Linked DNA regions of Zea mays: region 1 is linked to region 2. A link is a contact called in public Hi-C data. All regions are on one chromosome and are shown on one strand. Each heading gives the region's core, a stretch centred on a gene start, on an enhancer-like site or on the middle of the called end of the contact. The rest is flanking DNA. Distances are from core to core; before and after follow the strand shown.

Region 1 (5,242 bases), core at 1,186-3,685, 460 kb after region 2:
CCGGCAGATCCGCGAGGCGATGTAGAATTCCCTCTTCATCCGCTACAGATGAGATTGTCCCGAAGAAGAATACAGATCCGGGATGCACGGTGATCTTGCTGTGGAAGGTGACGGCCATTGAGCTAGCTTGGATCGTCGACACACCCCCTACCTGGCGCGCCAGCTGTCGGTGTTTTGGGTCCGACCGCACACCCGGGGTTGCCCCTCAAGGTGTTTTTAGGAATAGGACGGTGTCAACGACTGTAGCAAAATGGTTCGTGCCTGTCGCACGAGGGACAATGGACAAGATTTACAGGTTCGGGCCGCTTAGAAGTGCGTAACACCCTACGTCCTGGTGAGTATATGAGCGTGGTTACAAGAGGACTCTCTGGATTGAGGGCGCAGAGAGTTTACGTGGGTGGCCAAGAACAGAGTCGATCGTTCTGAAGGGGTGCCCCCTAGGCCTTATATACTCGACCGTGGGGCAGTACATGTGGATATGATAGCTACAAGTAGCTGAAAGATAGTAAACCTCTCGAGTTTATCCCTACGTAACCCTTGCCGACTTTATCCTCGCATGGCTCTGTTGCATGGGGGCTTCAGCGCGGGAAAGTCGGGTCTCTGTTGCGATTTACTCGCTCAACGTTGTGGGCCGTCCGGGTTTGCTCCAATCTAGTCTTACGTCTTCTCCGCTTCGTTGATTGTCTTTCCCCAGGCCCACGAAAGAACGACCTTACGATTTATTGGGCCTTTGGGCCTTTCGTGAGGTCTTTTATCTCTTTAGTGGACCCGGGGGATATCTATCCCCCACAGTGTCCCATACCACCCTTGTAGTAGCACTGTTTTCCCGGGTGGTTCTCCATGTTGCGATTAACATAATGATCTTATCATGAACAGTAATAACTCATTGATGATAAATAGCATGATCATGAATAATGTGAATCTTTAACACCCAAAACCACATAGAGCAATAGCATATATTACCTAAAAGTTTAGTGGTGAAGAAGGTATAAAGAAGACAAAACTAGGGTGACCTATTGGGTCCCTTCAAAATTACCCTATGCAGATCATAATGTTTAACAGGCACATTATTGGGTAAAGAAGAGTGATCAAGGGCACAACTTGTAACACCTGAAATCCTATGCTGAGAATTATAAATGTTTCTCTAAGAGATTTGAGATAAAATGACTTATAATAAAGATTTCCATCCTCTATAAAATATAATAATAGGCAAGAATGTGGTATTCGAAGCATAGATCTAAACTTAAAGCTAGGAGTTGAGGCAGCAAATAAGGGAGAGACTTTCAAACTAATTATTATTTCTTTTAATCAAAACCATCCTTAAAAATAATTGAACTAAAATAATTCATGAGAAAGATTATATATTAACATAGCCTAAGTAAATATAACTTAAGAGGATTATTTATCTTAAGTGTGCATTCAAAGGTAATATTTCCTTAAAAGAAGTAATATGTGTATAATCCATCATTAAAGCATTTATCTAAATGGATACAAATAAATAAAAGAAATAAGTAAAATTATGAATCATGCTTGACCTTTGGGTGTGAATTTTTGTATTCAAAACTGAATCAAAAATTGAATTATGAAAATTGAAAACTAAAATCAGAAAAGATCAAAAGAAAGGAGAAAATAATAGGGGAATAACCTGTTCATGGACCTGGAATGCTCCCCTCGGCCCATTTATACTTCTTGCCCTCCGGCCCATCTGATCCCTTTTCTTTCTCCGAATGGGCCAAAACCCTTCTCTGACCGCGCGGCCCATGGCGCCCACAATCACCGTTCGTGTGGCTTACCAGCGGGGCCCACCGAACAGAACCGTCTTCCTGCTCGGTTTGTTGCACCTGAATCCGATGGATCCGCCTGGGATTTCGGCCACGCCCCACCTCCTCTCCACCAGACCCCCCCCCCCCCTTCTGTGGCTAGGCATAAAATCATGGCCCAAGCGCCCCTTGTCCATACCACAGAAACCGAGGCAAGCAAACTGTGAGCACGAGGGGTCACCGAGACTGCTCTCTAGTTCCTCGCCGGCGTTCAGAGCCCTAGGCCGATTCGTGATTACTCCGTGGGCAGAGCGTGCCAGGGAGCACCACCAGGGTTGGGCGGAAACGTGCGCTGCGTCCAATCTGTGGCAGGGCGGTTGGTGGTGGCGCAATCGCTTGCCGGGGGCCAGAACGTGGCTGTTGACCCGCGTGGCGCCGAGGGTGGCCCTGCTCCTGCCTTCATCATTGGTGAGAGATTGCTTTACAAATTCAGTTTCGTTTTCTATATGCATAGAGCCCGGCTAGCACCGATTTGGAACACCGGTGTCTCGGATTGCTGGTTCATCGGAGAGCACCGCCGTGTGTGCTCTGCGCCGCCGTCGGGCACATCATGGGGTGAAGACGCGGCTGGCGCCCTTGATCCTGATCGAACGGTTCCAATTGAATGGGGAATACCCCTTTGGGTGAGCTACGTGGGCCGTTGAGATTTAATCCTAGGGCCATCGCGGATCGCGCTGCGTGAAACCCGAGCCATCGATTTGGGATCTAAAGGATTCGGATCAATCGCGGATACTTTAAATCTGGGTCATTGATTGTGCAGCGAGCGGCCGATATTAAGTAGCGATTCGTTTATTCAGTCAATCTAATCGGCGCCGTTCGTCTTTGATCGGACGATCGTGAGCCCACCATACCCCTTCGGCCGCCAATTTGCAAAAGAAACCCCACCTTCCTTTAGAATAGAACCCGCCATCCTGCGCAGTGATTACTGAGTCTGGGGAAATTTTGCGAGCTTACCCCTGCGTTCCTCTGTTTTTGACGCCCAGTCCAGAGATCAATGAAAATAGAAAATTAATTATAGAAAATAGTTTTTAATACATAAATAATTCTAGAAACTTGTATAATTCATATTAAATTAATTTTAACTCTAAATTGGTCCATTCCAATTCCTATAATTTTGTAATATTATGTTTTAACATTTAGTACCACTGTTTTGACATGAATGTCACAATAAAACTTATATCCTATTTAATCTTGTACAAAACACATAAAATCTTAGGAAATTCATAACTTCCCCATTTTAGCTCCGAATCGAACCATTCCAGTTGCGTTAGCTTCATATGAATATTTACTATGCAATAACAACACTTATTGCACCATGTCTCATTATTTTATAAATAGATCTTTATTTAACTTATGTGGGTTAGTCTTGTTAATCTACTTATCATTATAACCTACTAGAATATGATTTATGGTCAATTTATAACTTAGATCAAAGTGAGTTAATTATTTATAAGATATTCTCTCATATGATTTATACTAACCAATTTATAATGTAGTTTAACATCTTAATCACATAGATCTTCTATAAAGTCATAACTCCTTAATCGTAACTCCGATATTAGTAGTTCTCGAACCCGCGATCTCGTAGCAACGTGTAGATCATTATTATTCAGTTTGTTCTATGTTTGGTGTGATGTTAATTTTATCTATACCATGTTTGTTTGTATTGCTAAGACTACCAGTGCGATCACGAGGATTTGAAGAATCACCCTGGTAACTGGAATCTCAAGTGCCAGGCAAGTTGTGCCCTTGATCCACTTTTGTTACCCAATAATATTCTTTATTATCATTATTCAATGCATAGGTTTAATTTTGATGGGACCCAATAGGTCACCCTAGTCTGTTTATCCTTTTTACCTTGTTTACCCCTGAATCACTTGGGTAGCTATGCTATTGCTTTACATGGTTTTGGGTTAATATTTCATTATGTTCATGTTCCAATTATTCTGTTATTTTATTTATGTTCATGTCAAGATCATTAAATTTTAATTGGAACATGGAGCTTAACTTGAGAAACACGTGCCACCACAAGGGTTTAATGGGACGCCCTTGGCCAACTAACTAGGAAAGCTAGTGGAAGACTACCTTACCCGAAAGGGGCAAGGGCAGTAGGGGAGTTGCATGCAAGGAGGTTCTCGGGTTGATTTTGCTGCGATGGCGGTCATACGGGGGATTTTTGCAAGTGCTCTTCCCATAAACTGTAGCGGGTTTTCGGAAGCTAGTGGAACTTTGTAAAGGCCTCGTAGTGGATCTCTAGCCATTCACCTCGGTAGTGTCTAAGGGCCTTGCAAACCCTAGTGACATGGGATATACGACTTGTGGGTACAGGGTACAACCTCTGCAGAGTGTAAAACTAGTATACTAGCCGAGCTCATGGTCATGAGCAACTCAGGACTCTCGCATGATTAAATTATGGAACTTAAATTCAATTTGTCATTTGCATTTGCATGGGATTATTTAATAATTTTGTTCTATTATTGTTATTATGGTTTGGTATTTACTTACATTTAGTAATTGCTAATAAAATTTTGACCAACTTATAAAAGCAATGCTCAGCTTCAATCTTTATTTTGTTGATCAGGCTTACACTTCACATGAACTCTCACCTTTGGTGAGTTCATACATATTATTCCCCACAACTTATTGAGCGATGAACATGTGTGAGCTCACCCTTGCTGTCTCACACCTCCCACAGGAGAAGTACAGGTGGTTCAGGAGGAGCCACACATCGAGGAGTTCGATTCGATCTAGGTGGTGTCTCCCAGTTGACTTTCTGGCACCAATGATGGATTTTAGATCTGTTATATTTATCTTTTATTTTGTAAGTCTTCCGCTATGTAATAAGTACTCTGATTATATTGTGACATTTATCTCTATACACTTTGTTGTTATATATGTTGTCTTCTTTAGCGCATGTATGAGATGCACCCGGCTTTGTTCCTTAAATCTGGGTGTGACACAACTTGCCTTAGACTCGAGATTCCAGGTACTTCTCCAAAGTTAGTCTTCGGGTTTTCTCGTGACCTCGCTGCTACTTGTAGCCATACATACAATCAAGCAAACAATGTGTATGGTAACATTACACCAAAGCAAGTGAACCAATAGCATAATAATATTCTACGCGTCGCTACAATATCGTAGGTTTGAGAACGACTAAAATTGGAGTTGTGGTTATGAAGATATGATTTTCTAAATCCCTTAGGTGATTACACAATAGAACTACATTCTATGTTTATCATGTGAGAAGAATATAACTAACTCAAATTTTAGGTTATAACCTGAATAGAGATTATCTGGTAGTCAAATTATAATCATAGTAGGATTACTTTGATTGGTTAGATTAATCTACTATACATAAGTAAATACCTAATTACAAAAGTATGTGATATGATTAAAATTAGTGTTATATTGTATATGTGATA
Region 2 (4,938 bases), core at 1,704-4,203:
TGACTAAAGAAATCAAATACTACCTCCGTCCCAGAAAGAATATCGTTTGACTTTTTTTAGACCAAATTTGACCAATATTTCTTATTCAAATTATTTCTGAAAATAAGAAAAATTTATTTTATAGTTAAAGTAAATGATATGATAAACTAAATCAGAATGAAAATAAATGATAATTATGAGATTTTTTAAATAAATTGAGCCAGTCAAACTTGATCTCAGAAAAGTCAAACGACATTCTTTCTGGGACGGAGGTAATAGGACCTAAGGGCATGTACAACATATAGACTCTAGAACGGTTTTTCAAGTACAAGAGACAGCTAAGAGAATATACGATGCAACTCTAAGCCTTTGGATCATAAATGCAGTCAAGGGATATATATATATAGAAAATCGTGTAAAGACAGGCTATTCGCGAAGAGATTGTCTGTTGTTCAGCTATATTAAATGGAATTGCACATGCCCTAACATAATTGCTACCATTAATCATTGTCCCATTATTAGCCCTTAACCCAAATATGTGGATGAGCTTGCACCTAGCATATACATATTGCTGCTGTGGTCAGCTATATGGATCGCAATTGACCTGATGCATGACTACCTCGATGAGCAGCAAACTAGCTAGCTAGGCTAGAAAAGGGTGATAACACGCAAACTAAAACATCCATCCCACCCTCTTACGTTGGTGAGGATGAGATTATATATTAGTGGTGAAAATGATTCGTCATAAGAACTGCTAGGGAACGTTCTCTAGGCCGGGCTGGAGAAAGAAAAAGTCAAGCGCTTACGTGGCCGCACAGCTTGGCCGCTCGGAGATTCCTTACCATAGCACCTGAATTTGTCGATATATATAGGATAGGAGGAGGAACGGGGCACGCGTACGCGCGCATTATTGTCTACTTTGGTACGTACGACCATCCCACTCCCATGACGTGATACAGGATAGGAGGAACTTGCATGACACCATGAGTGATACAACAAGAGATGGGTATTTTTGGCGCGTAGTAGTGCGGTGCGTACGTACCATGAGCTCGATGAAGGCGCTGGCGATGTAGATGGTGTAGGTGGTGAAGAAGGCGTCGGAGAGGAAGCCGCCGAGGAGCGCGAGCAGGAAGGCCGTGCCCATGAAGTTGGTGACCGCCGTGGCCGACTGCGACGGCGAGTAGTGCATGAACCCCATCAGGTAGGTCACCAGGTTGCTGGCGTTCGCCAGGAACGCCAGGTTCTCCAGCACCTCCACCACTGTACATGTGCGTCGACCGGTTGATCAGTTTGAAATATCAGCGGGGAAAGGAAATAGTTCAAACCACTCCCTAATTAATCATATTCTCTGTAAAGGCACATAGCTTTTTTTTCGCGTCAAATTTTAATCGGTCGTAAACGTCTCCCCATGATGTGCGCGGGCTGTGGTGCCGTTCCCGATGCGTACCGGCCGGCCGGCCATGTTTACACCGCGACGCGACCTCTTTGTGCCTTGCGATTCGTGCCGCGCTTTTTAATGCGGGCTTTGGGCAGCACGACGGCCTCCCTCAACCCCACCCATCCAACAAGTCCAACCAACCGCCCTCGCTCGTCATCAGATCAGAGGAGAGAGAAAACGGACTAGTTCGCTCTCATCAGGATCCGTGACGACGACAGCACTCGTTTCCCCGTCGCACATGCAACCGTCCGCTGAGAAGAACTTGTCTGCAGCGAGAGGCGCCTTCCAGATCGGCGGACAGGAACCCATATCCTCGGAACGAGGGCACAGGGCAGCTACCAGCTCAGCTCCCAGGACGCGACTGTGCTCTGTTCTGTTCGAGCGGTGGTGCGTGCGTGCGAGCAGCGGGAGAGGAATCCACCAGCACCAGCTGCACCCCCCACGGGTCGGGTCATGCGGATGCAGTGCGTGCAAGTTGGTTTGCTTTTCTGGGGCGCAATTGGGGCCAAAGGCGCCGAATTCTCCGGGCAAGTTGCAGGCGAAGGGGTGGGGAGCGAGCAGGAACTGTATGTGAAAGGGAGCGAAAGGAGGGGGGAAATGGAAGGCCACTGGTAGCAAAAGGAGGGAGAGAGGGGAGCCAGCCAGCGACCGCGAAAGGGTCTCGAGCACCACCTGTCGGACGTACGAAAGCAGGAGAGGAAGGATGGAAAGGCTGCGAGGTGATCGGGGGAAAGGAGGAGCACGGGCACGGGCGGAGAAGAAACTAAAAAAAAAAGCAGAGGGAATGGAAGCCAAAGGCGCGCGCCTTTGGCTTAATTTTCAGTTCTGCTCTGCGCTGCGCTGCGCAGGCCACCAGGAGGCGAGGGACGAGGAGGCTCCTCCTCCGTGCATGGATTGGACACCCACACCACCAGTGCCCTATTCGATCCGTCCGTCGTGCAGGCCTTCGCTCGTGCTGCGCTGCCTTTTCCACGGCCCCAGCCCCAATCCCATCCAGCAGGTCTCCTGCTGCCTGCCGGGCACCGGCCGCAACCAACACAACGGAGCTCTAGTTTTCCAGAAGAAGAATAACCCAGATGGATGGAGGCAGGCAGGCAGGCAGTGATCGATCGCTTACCGAGGACGAAGGAGGCGGCGGCCATGCCGCCGTGCCGGGACCTGGTCGCCGGCCGGTTCCTCCAGTCCACGTACCCCTCCCACGGCTCCGCACCCGGCGCGACGTCCTCCTGCAACGAATCACCGCCAACACGACCAGGTACGGCCGGCCGAGAACGTACTCCACCGATCAGCAACGAGACGGTGGTGGAGGTAGTAGGGTAGCAGACAAATGCCCAGCGACGACGGGCAAGACGACCAAGGAAGATGTGTAGTCGGTAGTAGTAGCTCACCATGATGGTGCCCGGCCGCAAGCTGCTGCTCGCCCTCTCCGTACGTGCTCTGAAACGCGCACGGGCAGAGGAAGACGAGGGAGGCAGAGCAGGAGATCCCGTTTGAGTTCACTACTTGTGCGACTGCGTGCCCGACGCGAGAGAGAGTCAGAGAGAGCTGGGCAGCCGTGGGCTGGTGGTGTATTTAAAAGTGTGGAGGAGAGAGAAGGGCAGAGAGAGAGAGAGAGGAGGAGGAGGAGGAGGAGGAGGGGCCCGTCCCGTGCCGTCCCTTCCCTTCCCTGGGGCCGTGAGGTGCCCAGCACAGAACACAGGGCCGCTGAGAAGGACGCAACGCAGCAAGGGGTGCGGTGCGGTGCAGCCCTGGGTCGGGGATGTCAACTTCATAGAACCAAACCAAACCAGGGAGAAGGATGGGGGGCATGCGTATAGTATGTTTGTAAATATGCATGCCGTTGTGCTTTAATTGCATTTATTTCATTTCTTTTTGCCAAATCAAAAAAAGGCGAAAATCATCTGGTGTACGGCGGCAACGCTGCACTGCGCTGTTTCCTCACGCCGGCCCCAGTGTTGTTGTCCGTTTGTTTAGAATCAGTTGGGAGCTTTGTTTCTAGCTTCGGTTTCCACGTGAGTCTACTATCCATACATACCCTACCTATGTCACTGCAGTAAGAGTTGTTTTTTTCCTAACTCTCTTCCTCTGAATTAACTAAGGGATGGTAAAGCCATTTTTAAGCTCCGTCAGTCGTTCTAAGGTCCTCTTTGCATTCAATAGAGTCAGTAATAAATCTAAAAGTTAGCTGTTACTAATTATCTATTTTTAGATCTAAATGGTCTAACTAATATTAATTCCAGCTACTTATTAGCAAACTATCTCACTTGTTGGAGCAAAACAGCTAATAGTTTGCTTGCTAATATAAGTTACAAGCTATTAGCTTGGTAGTTATATATTAGCAGATAGTGCATCCAAAACAAGATCTAAATTATTGTTAGATATATACTATCCATGCTTTCTTTGCATGCCAAAACTGTAAAAAAAAAAGACAACTAGTGTCGGCGTTTCGACCCCGGGGTCCCTAGACCGACAAGTAAAATTGTCGCTACGTGTCCCAGCCCAGATGGGTTGGCGCGAGATGGAACACAAGGGGGAAGAACGCGGCTCGTGTTATCCTGCGCCAGGGGGATGCGCTTGCAGTAGGGGTTACAAGCGTTCGCGAGGGAGAGAGAGCGAGCCTGTTCGTCAGCCCGTCCTCCCGCGCGACCACCCTCCCGCATGAGGGCCCTGGACCTTCCTTTTATAGATGCAAGGAGAGGGTCCAGGTGTACAATGGGGGTGTAGCTATGCGCTAACGTGTCCGGCAGAGAGGTGCCAGAGCCCTGTGTACATGCCAACGTGGCTGTCGGAGAGGTGCTAGAGCCCTGTGTACGTGGTGTTGTGGCCGTCGGAGGAGCGCTGGAGCCCTATAGAAGCACAGTTGTCGGGGCTGCTGGGACCTTGCTGACGTCTCCTTGCTTCCGTAGGGGGCTAAGAACCGCCGTCGTCATGGACGCACGCGGGGAGCCATCATTACTTGTTACCGGGGCGAGCCTGGATGGGACGCCGGTCTTGTTCCCTCGTAGCCTGAGCTAGCTAGGGGTAGGGTAATGATGTATCCCCTGTGGCGCGGTCGGTCCGAGCCCAAGGTCGGGCAAGGCGGAGACTCCTCCTGAGGCCGAGGTCGGGCGAGGACGCGATTCCTCCCGAGGTCGAGGTCGAGGCCGAGCCCTGGGGTCGGGCGAGGCGGAGACCACCTTCCGAGGCCGAGGGTGAGGCCGAGCCCTGGGGTCAGGCAAGGCGGAGACCACCTTCCGATGCCGAGGGCGAGGCCGAGCCCTGGGGTCGGGCGAGGCGGAGACCTCCTCCTGAGGCCGAGGCCCAAGGTCGGGTGAGGCGGAGCTTCCTGTTGCGCCTGAGGCTGGACTTAGCTGTTGTCAGCCTCACCCTGGCGCGCGGGTGGCACAACAGTCGGAGAGGGGCGAGTGGCGTTGTTTTCCTGTCAGGTCGGTCAGTGGAAGGGCGAAGTGACTGCGGTCACTTCGACCTTGCCGACTGAGGCACGTGTGTCAGGATAAGGTGTCAGGCGCTCCTCGCATTGA

Evidence for each region. A called contact is a pair of places that touch in the nucleus more often than the background predicts.
Region 1: a contact with region 2 is called in a Hi-C map of bundle sheath, with 2.0 times the contacts expected there. The contact joins the enhancer-like site here to the promoter of LOC100284378 in region 2. A contact is called at or near these places in 2 of 25 Hi-C or Micro-C datasets (bundle sheath and endosperm).

What each region holds. Positions count from the first base shown.
Region 1 is chr9:88,493,661-88,498,902 of Zm-B73-REFERENCE-NAM-5.0, forward strand. No RefSeq gene overlaps it. Among protein-coding and RNA genes, the nearest start is that of LOC100276065, 55 kb to the right of the region's middle. Within about 2 kb of position 2,436, at least 18 of the 20 cell types and tissues checked have an H3K27ac peak or open chromatin away from gene starts, as enhancers often do. A contact at or near this core is called in bundle sheath and endosperm, where this site is marked.
Region 2 is chr9:88,030,702-88,035,639 of Zm-B73-REFERENCE-NAM-5.0, forward strand. LOC100284378 (peptide transporter PTR2) reads right to left here and starts at 2,954. Exons shown (of 4, transcript NM_001157273.2): 1 at 2,806-2,954; 2 at 2,535-2,643; 3 at 1,022-1,239. The coding sequence starts at 2,808.